Linked DNA regions of Zea mays: region 2 is linked to region 1. The links are chromatin contacts, called in public Hi-C maps. All regions are on one chromosome and are shown on one strand. The core of a region is the stretch at or near the end of the contact, and the rest is flanking DNA. Distances in the headings are between cores, read along the strand shown. Region 1 holds the start of LOC100383553. Region 2 holds the start of LOC100304385 (leunig-related8).

Region 1 (5,036 bases), core at 1,168-3,667:
CCATGCAAAATTTCATCTATGGCCTTCCATTACTACTTTAGTTTTTTTAAACATTCTATTTCTGTAGAATGAGTGGTGCTTGCAGTTTGCGCCTTTCCCGAGATTTATTCCAAAGCCTCACAGAAAACAGAGTTGAAGGCATCGACCCAAAACCCAGGAACTGTCATACCGACCTGGGTACACAGAAATATTTTCAACACTGTCGTGTATAAACCTCTCGCAAGTTTGTAAGTAGGAAACCATGTGCCTCGACCCCGTTGATCCACAAAATTCGTGACTATGTTCCAAACATTGTTTCAGGCATTAATTCTGGATGGTAATTTCGGACTGCTAATAACCAATTCAATTGTCTAAGAAAACAAATAAATAGTAACACATTGCTAGGATGGATTGGTTAAATCTGCTAGCTTGCACTTCTAAGCAAGCTCGTTTCAGCTACGAAACCAAATGTATCCCTAAATATAAAAAAAATCTGGAACAACTGCTGGATGAGAGTAGAAAAAAGGTGAAGTTGCCTCGATAGCATTTTCCACAATCTGTTTTGCTAATACTGATGTCCAAACTCAGTTATCCATTTTATAATATAGAACACATTCCCTTCCTGATTGCTTGTCATAGTATTCCATCAAACCTGCTGTCTCCTTACCTCCCTCTCCCTCATCCACCCCCACGCGCACGGTTATGTGCATGGAGCACAGCTTCACTCCTGGTGTAGTCCCTAAGAGATGACCTCATGCAGGTGGCATTGCTTGCTCATGGACATCAAGCACCATGGTGATGTCCACTAGAGAGTGCCCTGCACTGAGGATGGTGAGATCTGCAGTGGCTGCAGGGGTAGAAGATTGAGAGTAAAGACAGAAAGCGACAGGGGATTGTGAGTGACGAGTGGCCTTGGAGACAGAGAATGTAACTGTGAGAATCCTGCATTCCAACCTGTGCCACTGGTTTTCAATCGTGTCGCACAGCACAAGGGTGGGGAAAACTGAGTAGGGACTAGAGAGTGATAAGATAGAACACTGAGTTTGGAGAGTAGTATGTTAAGAATGATTCATGGAGAGGGCTATAGAGGCAATTTTGCCTAACCAAAAAATAGAAGGGATGCCTGGTAAACTGGCTAGACCAGATATGCAAGTGTGCAGATATTTATATAGAATATCACCATTCACCAAACTGCTTGTAGGTCACTAACTTCAAGTGCAGATTATCAGGAGTATATCACACATACCATGGATGTGGCAAGGATTCTGAGCCTTGTAGCAGCAGCTCTTGCAACACTGGAATGGGCACCTGAAAGGCCAAGCAGAGTGCGCGCATATAATTCATTAACAAATAAAAAATCACCGTGGTCTCTATCACATAACAAAGGTGAAGGTTCTTAGTTGCCTGTAAACTGCCTCCGCACACCATACCACAAGTAGGAGGAAATAGTTCTGCCTAATAAGGAAGTATCGATAAACTCTGTCTTCTTACCGGGAGCGGGCGATGTTACCACACAGGATGCACTTGGGCTTGTTAAGGCCCCGGAGGTTTGGCTTGGGCATGTCGAAGGCGGCGGCAGGAATAGGAGGCGGCTTCTGTGGTGTCCCATTGCTGTTGGCCACTGCTGGCGCAGGAGCAGGACTAGCAGCAGAGGGAGGCGAGTCACCAGCCACCACCTTGGCGACTGCAGCAGCGGCGGGCTTCATGTCCTGCATGGTTCTCTTCAACCCGGCAAAACTTGTGGGGAAAAAAAGTAAAGTCAGCAAAACTTGTGGGGGGAAAGTAAAGTGCAGTTCAGAGGCTGGGATTTGAATTTGATTGTGGATAAAAGGAAATCCAGGGGGGGAGCATGCATCCAAGCAGTGGCAGACCCAGGATTTTAACCTAGCCACCTAGGGTATGGGAAGGCCAGAATTCAGTATTTCCCCAAGGAACGGAAACAGCAAATTTTCATATACATTCGGAAACATACGTATCAGTGCTTGACACACAAATCTGCAGTAGGATTTCAGTGGAGAATCACGCGATGCTGCCGCGTCAGATTAACAATAACTTTGAAAGCAATATACATTCAAAATCTCTAACCTAAGTGGGAAGTAGGCACTCACCAGGAGCCAGTTGGCAAGGGTTTCAGCTGCCGGTCTGTCGGGCTCCGCTTGAGGCGCGTCCCTCGCTGGGGCCGGTTTACCCTGGCGCTGGGAGGCGAGGTTACGCTGGACGCAGCCCGCAGGGCATCGGGCGGTCCGAGAGATGCAGATCGGGAGTCGGCCGGGCCTGGGCAGCTCTACGGCTGCGGGCTGCGCGCCTACGGCCTACCTACCAGCGGCGCGTCGTCTTCGCGCGGAGGTACCTAGCGGCGGCACGTCGTCGTACCTAACTCCGGGAAGAGGGAGAACGGGCGAACAAGCGTGAGGCGGGTCGACGCTGACGGCTTCAAGGCTGGGCGGCTGCCTATTGCCTCTTTGGTGGCTTTTTCTTGAGATTAGGGTCGACGCTGACGACGTGGCGGCGGCGGTCGGGATGGCGTGGAGCGAGTTTTTTTTCCCCTATTACAAAATTTAATATATCCAAAACACAATGCTGACGATGATAGGGATTAGGGAAGTGTTGATTCAGAGCTATTAATTTAATACAGAATATCTGTCGGCGTTTCGACCCCGGAGTCCCTGGACCGACGAGTAAATTGTCGCTGCGTGTCCCAGCCCAGATGGATCGGCGCGAGATGGAACACAAGGAGGAAAAAAGAGGGAACCACGGCTCGTGTTATCCTGCGCCCAGGGCGGATGCGCTTGCAGTAGGGGGTTACAAGCGTTCGCGAGGGAGGGAGAGAGAGTCTGTCCGTCAGCTCGTCCTCCCGTGCGGCCACCTTCTCGTACGAGGGCCCTGGACCTTCCTTTTATAGATGTAAGAAGATGGTCCAGGTGTACAATGGGGGGTGTAGCAACGTGCTAACGTGTCCGGCAGAGAGGAGCCAGAGCCCTATGTACATGCCGATATGGCTGTCGGAGAGGTGTTAGTGCCCTGTTCATGTGATGTCGTGACCGTCGGAGGAGCGCTTGAGCCCTGTAGAAGCACAGTTGTCGGGGCTGTCGGGTCCTTGCTGACGTCTCCTTGCTTCCGTAGGGGGCTGAGAACCGCCGTCGTCATGGGAGCACGCGGGGTGCCATCATTACTTGTTTACCGGGGCGAGCCAGATGGGACGTCGGTCCTGTCCCTCGTAGCCTGAGCTAGCTAGGGGTAGGGTAATGATGTGCCCCCCTGTAACGTGGCCGGTCCGAGCCCAAGGTCGGGCGAGGCGGTGACTCCTCCGAGGTCGAGACTGAGTCCGAGCCCTGGGTCGGGTGAGGCGGAAACCGTCTTCCGAGGTCGAGGCTGAGTCCGAGCCCTGGGGTCGGGCGAGGCGGAGACCGTCTTCCGAGGTCGAGGCGGGGGCCGAGCCCCGGGTCGGGCGAGGCGGAGCTTCCTATGGCGCCTGAGGCTGGACTCAGTTGCTGTCAGCCTCACCCTGGCGGGTGGCACAACAGTCGGAGCAGGGCAGGCAGCGCTGTTTTCCTGTCAGGTCAGTCAGTGGAGGGGCGAAGTGACTGCGGTCACTTCAGCCCTACCGACTGAGGAACGCGCGTCAGGATAAGGTGTCAGGCGATCCTTGCATTGAATGCTCCTGCGATACGGTCGGTTGGCGAGGCGATCTGGCCAAGGTTGCTTCACTGTGAAGCCTGCCCGAGCTGGGCCTCGGGCGAGTCGAAGGTGTGCCTGTTGCTTGAGGAGGCCCTCGGGCGAGGCGTGAATCCGCCTGGGTCTACTGTTCCTGCCCGAGGCTGGGCTCGGGCGAGGCGAGATCGTGTCCATTGAGTGGACGGAGCTTTGACCTGTATTGCGCCCATCAGGCCTTTGCAGCTTGTGCTGATGGTGGTTACTAGCCGAGTTTAGGAGTCTTGGGGGTACCCCTAATTATGGTCTCCGACAGTAGCCCCCGAGCCTCAAAGGGAGTGTTGGTACTTGCTTGGAGGCTTTGTCGCACTTTTTTTGCAAGGGGACCGGCCTTTCTCGGTTACATTTTGTTCTGGTGGGTCCGCGCGAGCGCACCCGCCGAGTGTAGCCCCCGAGGCCTCGGAGGAGTGGTTTGACTCCTCCGAGGTCTTAGTGCCTTTCGTGACGCCTCGGCCGGTCTGGTTGTTCCCTCATGCGATCTGGTCATAGCCCGGGTGCATGGTCAGGTTCCAAGTTCTCGGACTGGTATGTTGACGCCGTCAACGGTTTGGCCGGGGTCGGGTTTGCGAGAGCAGCCCCCGAGCCTCCGCACAGAGCGAGAGGACGGTCAAGGACTGACTCGGCTTTTATCATACGCCCCTTCGTCGCCTTTCCGCAAGGAGGAGGGGGGAAAGCGCCATGTTGCCCTCGGAGGGCACCGAACATGGTGTCTCCAGTGAGTTGCTAACGGGTGATCCGAGTGGATGCCCGTGCCCCGTTCGATAAGGGTCGGCTAGTGGCCTAGAGGCGCGCTCCAAAAGTACCTGCAGGTGATTTGCCGGACCCGGTCCCGTTTGATAGGGTCCAAGGGCTCGATGCCTCCCTCTGATGGGATTCCGTTACAGAATCGCTCCTGCTGGTCTCGGAAATGTCCTAGGGTACCTCGGGAGCATAGCCCGAGCCTCAGCCATGTATTGGACGTACCCAGAGTCATCCCTCGCTCTGCGTGTTCTGAGGCGGCTGTCGAACCCTTCGGGGGGCCAGCCTTCGAACCCCTGATCAGTAGTGGGCGCGGAGCCCGAGTGGCCTGAGGCGGCTGTCGAACCCTTCTGAGGGGCCAGCCTTCGAACCTCTGACCAGTAGTGGGTGAGGAGCCCGAGTGCTCTAGGGTGGCTGTCGAACCCTTCCGAGGGGCCAGCCTTCGAACCCCTGATCAGTAGGAGGGCTCGGGGCCCGCTTCCTTCGCAGAGAAGGATCCCTTTCGGAGTATCCCCTTTCCCGGTCACTGTAGCAAGAGAGAGAAAGGGGAAGAGGAAAATGATACGAAATTGAACGATGTGGCGCACCTTTTTTGACGCGGTCATCAT
Region 2 (5,004 bases), core at 1,634-4,133, 240 kb after region 1:
GTACCTACAAACCAAGTAACATCACGACAGATTAAGAATACATGTATTGCACTCAACCAATGAAACAATATAAGATATGTAGAGTCCTCACCTTCCATGAGCTTTAGTTTTTTTTCTTTTTCGTTTCTTTTTCATGTTTTCCCCATTTTTTATCTGCACGTTGCCTATAGTATAGTATAGGACAAGGGCACTCCTTCCTTCCTTCCTTTCTTTCTTTCTTTCTTCCATCATCTCCCTTCTTCCTTGTTCAATCCCTTCTTTCTTTCTTTCTTTCATCTCCCATCTTCGTCCTTGTTCACTCCCTTCTTTTTCTTCCCATGAACCTCCATCATCTCCCTTCTCTCTCAAATTGAGGGCTCTCAAGCCCAACCATATGACATATATAAATAAAACGATTCACAAATCAAGGTTCACCTGCATGAGTAAAGTTGTCCCATATGCTTGGGCTCCTTCAGTCTTCATCGGTTGCCCCTTTGTACTGCATATATATAATTAAGCATAAGCAACATGACGTTAAGCTGTAGGGAAACAATAGAGTTGACCGAGAATTAAGATGAAGTTAGTCCAAGAACTCTCTTCAAACAACCCCCAAGAGGCTGAACTAAAAGATGTACGACGAAACTCGCGCGAGCTTTACTGATCCTACCTACCTGATAAGCTGACGTGCCGGCGCCAAAGACGAAGGCCCTGAGGAAATCCTGCCTGGTGAAATTGAGAGCTCGAGCGGCAGTCTTGTCCTGCCTTGGCGCCACAAGGAGCAGCTGCAGCGACACGACGAGGAAGACGTGCCAGCGCCAGGGACAAGCAGCCCCCCATTATTTCTCTGTGGCTCGAGCGGCCGTCTCGTCCTACCATGGCACCACAAGGAGCAGCTGCAGCGACACGACGACTACGCGTGCATCTGGATCTGCAGTGTCCAGATGGATTGGCATTTGGTAGTACAGGACAGTACCGATGCAGGCGCAGTAGGACGAAATGGCGAGCAGCTAGCGGAGAGCTGCTGCAGATTGCATTCAATGAATTTGCTTGCTACCGAGGGGGCGACCTCTCACAGTTACGTAGTATTGATCATCTAGAAGCCAGAAGGGGAGGAAATAAATGGCAAAAGAGAAGTAATCGTACTATTGAGCCACAACGATGCGTGCTACTGATGCTAACCTCTATTCAAACAACCACTAAGCTAGCTCGGTATCAAATCAAAACAGCACGAAATGACGAGCTACCTAGCTAGCTCTGCCTCATCATTTGATGAATCAACTCGGATTAAAAAAACAGAAACTTTCCGGGAGCAAATCGGAGGTCTTGTATGAAACACGCGCACGGTTCTTGAATCGCGCACCAGGGATTAACAAGTGATCGACGGGAGCAAATTAACTAATGGAGGCGAAGTACGCTTGGGTAGAATAAACAAAGAGCCAGGATCCCGGGGAGGGAGCAAGCAGCCAAGCACCCGGACCGGACGCAGTACAGGAAGGAGATGGCGTCTGGCAGGGCGCCGAGAGGAGAGGGAGGGAAATGTCGTACGTATGTGTGGGTTGGTCGTAGAAGCAGGTTGCGAGGGAGTCAAGGCCACGACGGATTGGAACCACGAGATCCGGTGGAACGGGCGTCCGTGGTCGGCGCGTCAGGGGCCGGGGGTGGCCGCGGCGGGGGCAGGCGGCGGTTGCGGCTGGCGGCTCCAAGAGACAGAGAGAGAGACGGGTTGAGAAAGGCGAGAGAGAAGATAAGGTTGAGTAGAGATTTAAAATAAAAAACATAACTTACTAGAGTAAAGTTGTAGGAAGTTACGTAACTTTCTAGAGTTTGTACATTTACTCTAGGAAGTTAAGTAACTTCCTAGAGCTGGCCGTAGGAAGTTAAATTTTTGTTTGACTGGTCAACAACTGAGAACTAACTTCCTAGAGGAGGCCGTAGGAAGTTATCTGGGCAGCTAACTTCCTAGAGCCAGCCGTAGGAAGTTAGCTTTTCGTTTGACTGGTCAACAACTGAAACCTAACTTCCTAGAGGAGGCCGTAGAAAGTTAGCTGGGCAGCTAACTTCCTAGAGCCAGCCGTAGGAAGTTAGCTTTTCGTTTGACTAGTCAACAGCTGAAACCTAACTTCCTAGAGGAGGCCGTAGGAAGTTATCTAACTTCCTACGGTTTTTTTACTTCCGACAGCTTTTATAAAATACCGTAGGAAGTTATGTTTATTTCCTAGAGCTACCAATTGCCTCTCGGAAGTTATTTATTTCCTACGGTTTGTTATAAAAGCTGTAGGAAGTTAAAAAACCGTAGGAAGTGTATGATTTTGGTGTAGTGATCCTCTCCTTACGACTATAAAAGGAAGGACTAGGGCCCTCTTAGAGAGGGTTGGCCGCGCGGGGACGAGGACGGGGGCAGGCGCTCTCTTGGGGCCGCTCGCTTCCCTCTCCCGCGTGGACGCTTGTAACCCCCTACTGCAAGCGCACCCGACCTGGGCGCGGGACGAACACGAAGGCCGCGGGATTCCCACCTCTCTCACGCCGGTCTCCGGCCGCCTCGCTCCTTTCCCCCCTTCGCGCTCGCCCACGCGCTCGACCCATCTGGGCTGGGGCACGCGGCACTCACTCGTCGGCCCGAGGGACCCCGGTCTCGAAACGACGACACTAATATTCTTTTAGGGGACGCTCTAATATTCTGGACACTTTAATATTATTTTAGGGGACGAAATTTAAATGAAACTGTTGAAGACAGCATAAAGCAAAAGATCCGCAGGGAAGGTAACGCGGGGCGTCGCGTACTCATCTAGTCTACCCTTTGTTTTTGTTTTTTGTTTTTTGTTTTTTTAATCCTGGTGGTGCGCCTGCCTGCTGTGTGCCTGTGTGTGCCCCCTCCCTGCATCACAACCTTTTTTCCGTTCAGTCTGTTTCCCCACTCTCTCCCCAAAGCCAAACACCGGACCACCCCTCCCCCCTCCATTCCTCCCTCTCCCTACACCTCCGCTCCCTCTCGCCGCTTTCCCCCACCCAATCCGACCGCTGGGCCGCCTCCTCTCCGCCGGGGCCGGCGATTCCCCGGAGATTCCGCGCGATTCGGCTCAGATTCTGGGCTCCTCTTGTGGTTTCTCGGCGAATCGGCGGGATCGGGACTCCCGGCTGGAGGTTAGGCCCCTCCCCCTCTGCTCCGATCGCTAACCCTCGCTGACCGCCGCGTGGGACGGGGAGCTTGTCCGCTTACGTGTGCCGGTTACTGCCCGCGCCGCCCTGGCTAGGTGCGATGAACAGATGATTGAACTTTTGCTCCACAACTGGTGCTGGGTTGGGTGGTGTGTGTGCGTGTGATGGTGGCAGTGGGCGGGGAGCGATTCCGTGATCGGGGCGCGCCACGGCGCCGTCTGCTGCGTTTCCTTGTCCGATGCGCGGAGTTGGTTACTGAGGGGTACGCGTCGGCCGCGGGTTCCTGGTGGTTAATTGAGCAAGTTGCTAGTGATGGCACGAGTAGATTGCCGACGTGGATCTGCGTGTTGCCGTTAATGACTCCGTGCTGATCCATTTGCTACTTATGCTCTGGTTGTGAAGGGAATGGATGCGTGCCCCCTGTGCGTGGGAATCTTTCGGTGTGCAAGGAACGGTGCCTGTGGAAAGTAGCATTACGAGGACATGACTACAGGAGATGGCTGCTGGTGCCTGGTGGTGCTAGACAGTTGATGCTGCGTGCCTTATCCTGTACTGATATATGGACAAAATAGGATTGGCTGGATTGGGAGACTTTGGTTTACCCAAGCATGACGCTCTAGCAGCATGCTTCTTCTTGTTTGTACTTTGCAACCTAACTGCAACTTGTGCATCCCTTTGTGGAATGTGCTTGCAGTCGTAGCTTTACCATCGGTAGGTGTTGGGATTGGATTAGATCTGGAACTTTTTGGCTGCTTCGAAGGCTGGCTGATGCTGACTGGCATATGTATCGTTCACTATGCACATTCCTTTTAGTATGCTTTGTCACTTCTTGGTTCAAGTAGTAGCAGTAATCACTGCTAACCATTGGTTGTTCTTTTCCAACTACGTTGCTTGGCTACATTGTAGCAATGTTCTTTTAAATCAGAGATGCCTAGCACAAGATAGTGTTGTCATGGCTTTGCTTTGATGTGCGCAGCCTAATTTTTGTCCTGCCTTTGATTACACTGTGGGATACTATCGGAGAGGGAAATCTCCGGTCGGGTGGCGGAATGCACCCGCCCTAATCCTAAGATGAAGAGGGGGCTTAAGCGTTTTGCCTGTTGGCAGATTAACGATGAACTCAAGAACACGCAAGAGTTTAGAGTGGTTCGGGCCGCCGGAGCGTAACACCCTACTCCACTGTGTAATGTATTGAGCTTGTTTGAACTTGTGAGCCTAAGCTAGGTCTAAGTGTGCTTGAGTCTGTCCGTCGAGTGTGTTTCTTTTTCTTTGTAACGTTGCATGCCTTCCCTTTTATAGTTCAAGGGGGGAGCGTACAAGGGTGCTGAGCCCCGACATGTGGGTCCAGGAATATAATGGATGTAATACTTGGAGTTGTTTGGAGCAATCTTCTTGCACCCTGACATCCGCGATCTGCGTGGTATTGGCGTGCAGGGGAAGCTTCCCTGGCAACGCATAAGTGATGATGGCCACAGTGCACCTTGCAGCACAGACGTACTGTTTGGCAATGGACTGGACAGGCACACCGCTTGCAGGATGGTCTGTACGCCGCCTGCCAGCTGAGTGGACAGGTCACAATAAATGCTGAGGCGGCACATCGCCCGTCAGCAGGGTGGACAGGCGGCGCGTCCTCTTCGTAATAAATGCAGAGACCGCGCGGCCCAGAGGCCTTACGTCAGGCTCCGCTCGTTGGCTTACGTCACGGGCAACAAGCCACGTGGCAGCATCGGGTCTCCGCTTGAGCGGGGAGCGCAAGCGCACAGGATAAAGCCTGGACACGTGTTAGTACCGGACCCTTGCTTAGGCTAGGGTATCCCCTGTTCTGGGACCTTGTTATGGGTGGCCCGGTCCTTACTCGAAGGGATCCGG

The links. A called contact is a pair of places that touch in the nucleus more often than the background predicts.
Region 2: a contact with region 1 is called in a Hi-C map of endosperm, with 2.6 times the contacts expected there. The contact joins the promoter of LOC100304385 here to the promoter of LOC100383553 in region 1. A contact is called at or near these places in 5 of 25 Hi-C or Micro-C datasets (ear, endosperm, leaf and 1 more).

The regions. Positions count from the first base shown.
Region 1 is chr6:13,771,599-13,776,634 of Zm-B73-REFERENCE-NAM-5.0, forward strand. It overlaps LOC100383553, which reads right to left and starts at 2,418. Exons shown (of 6, transcript NM_001349063.1): 1 at 2,088-2,418; 2 at 1,471-1,716; 3 at 1,226-1,287. The coding sequence starts at 1,694.
Region 2 is chr6:14,009,785-14,014,788 of Zm-B73-REFERENCE-NAM-5.0, forward strand. It overlaps LOC100304385 (leunig-related8), which reads left to right and starts at 2,884. Exons shown (of 5, transcript NM_001346256.1): 1 at 2,884-3,120.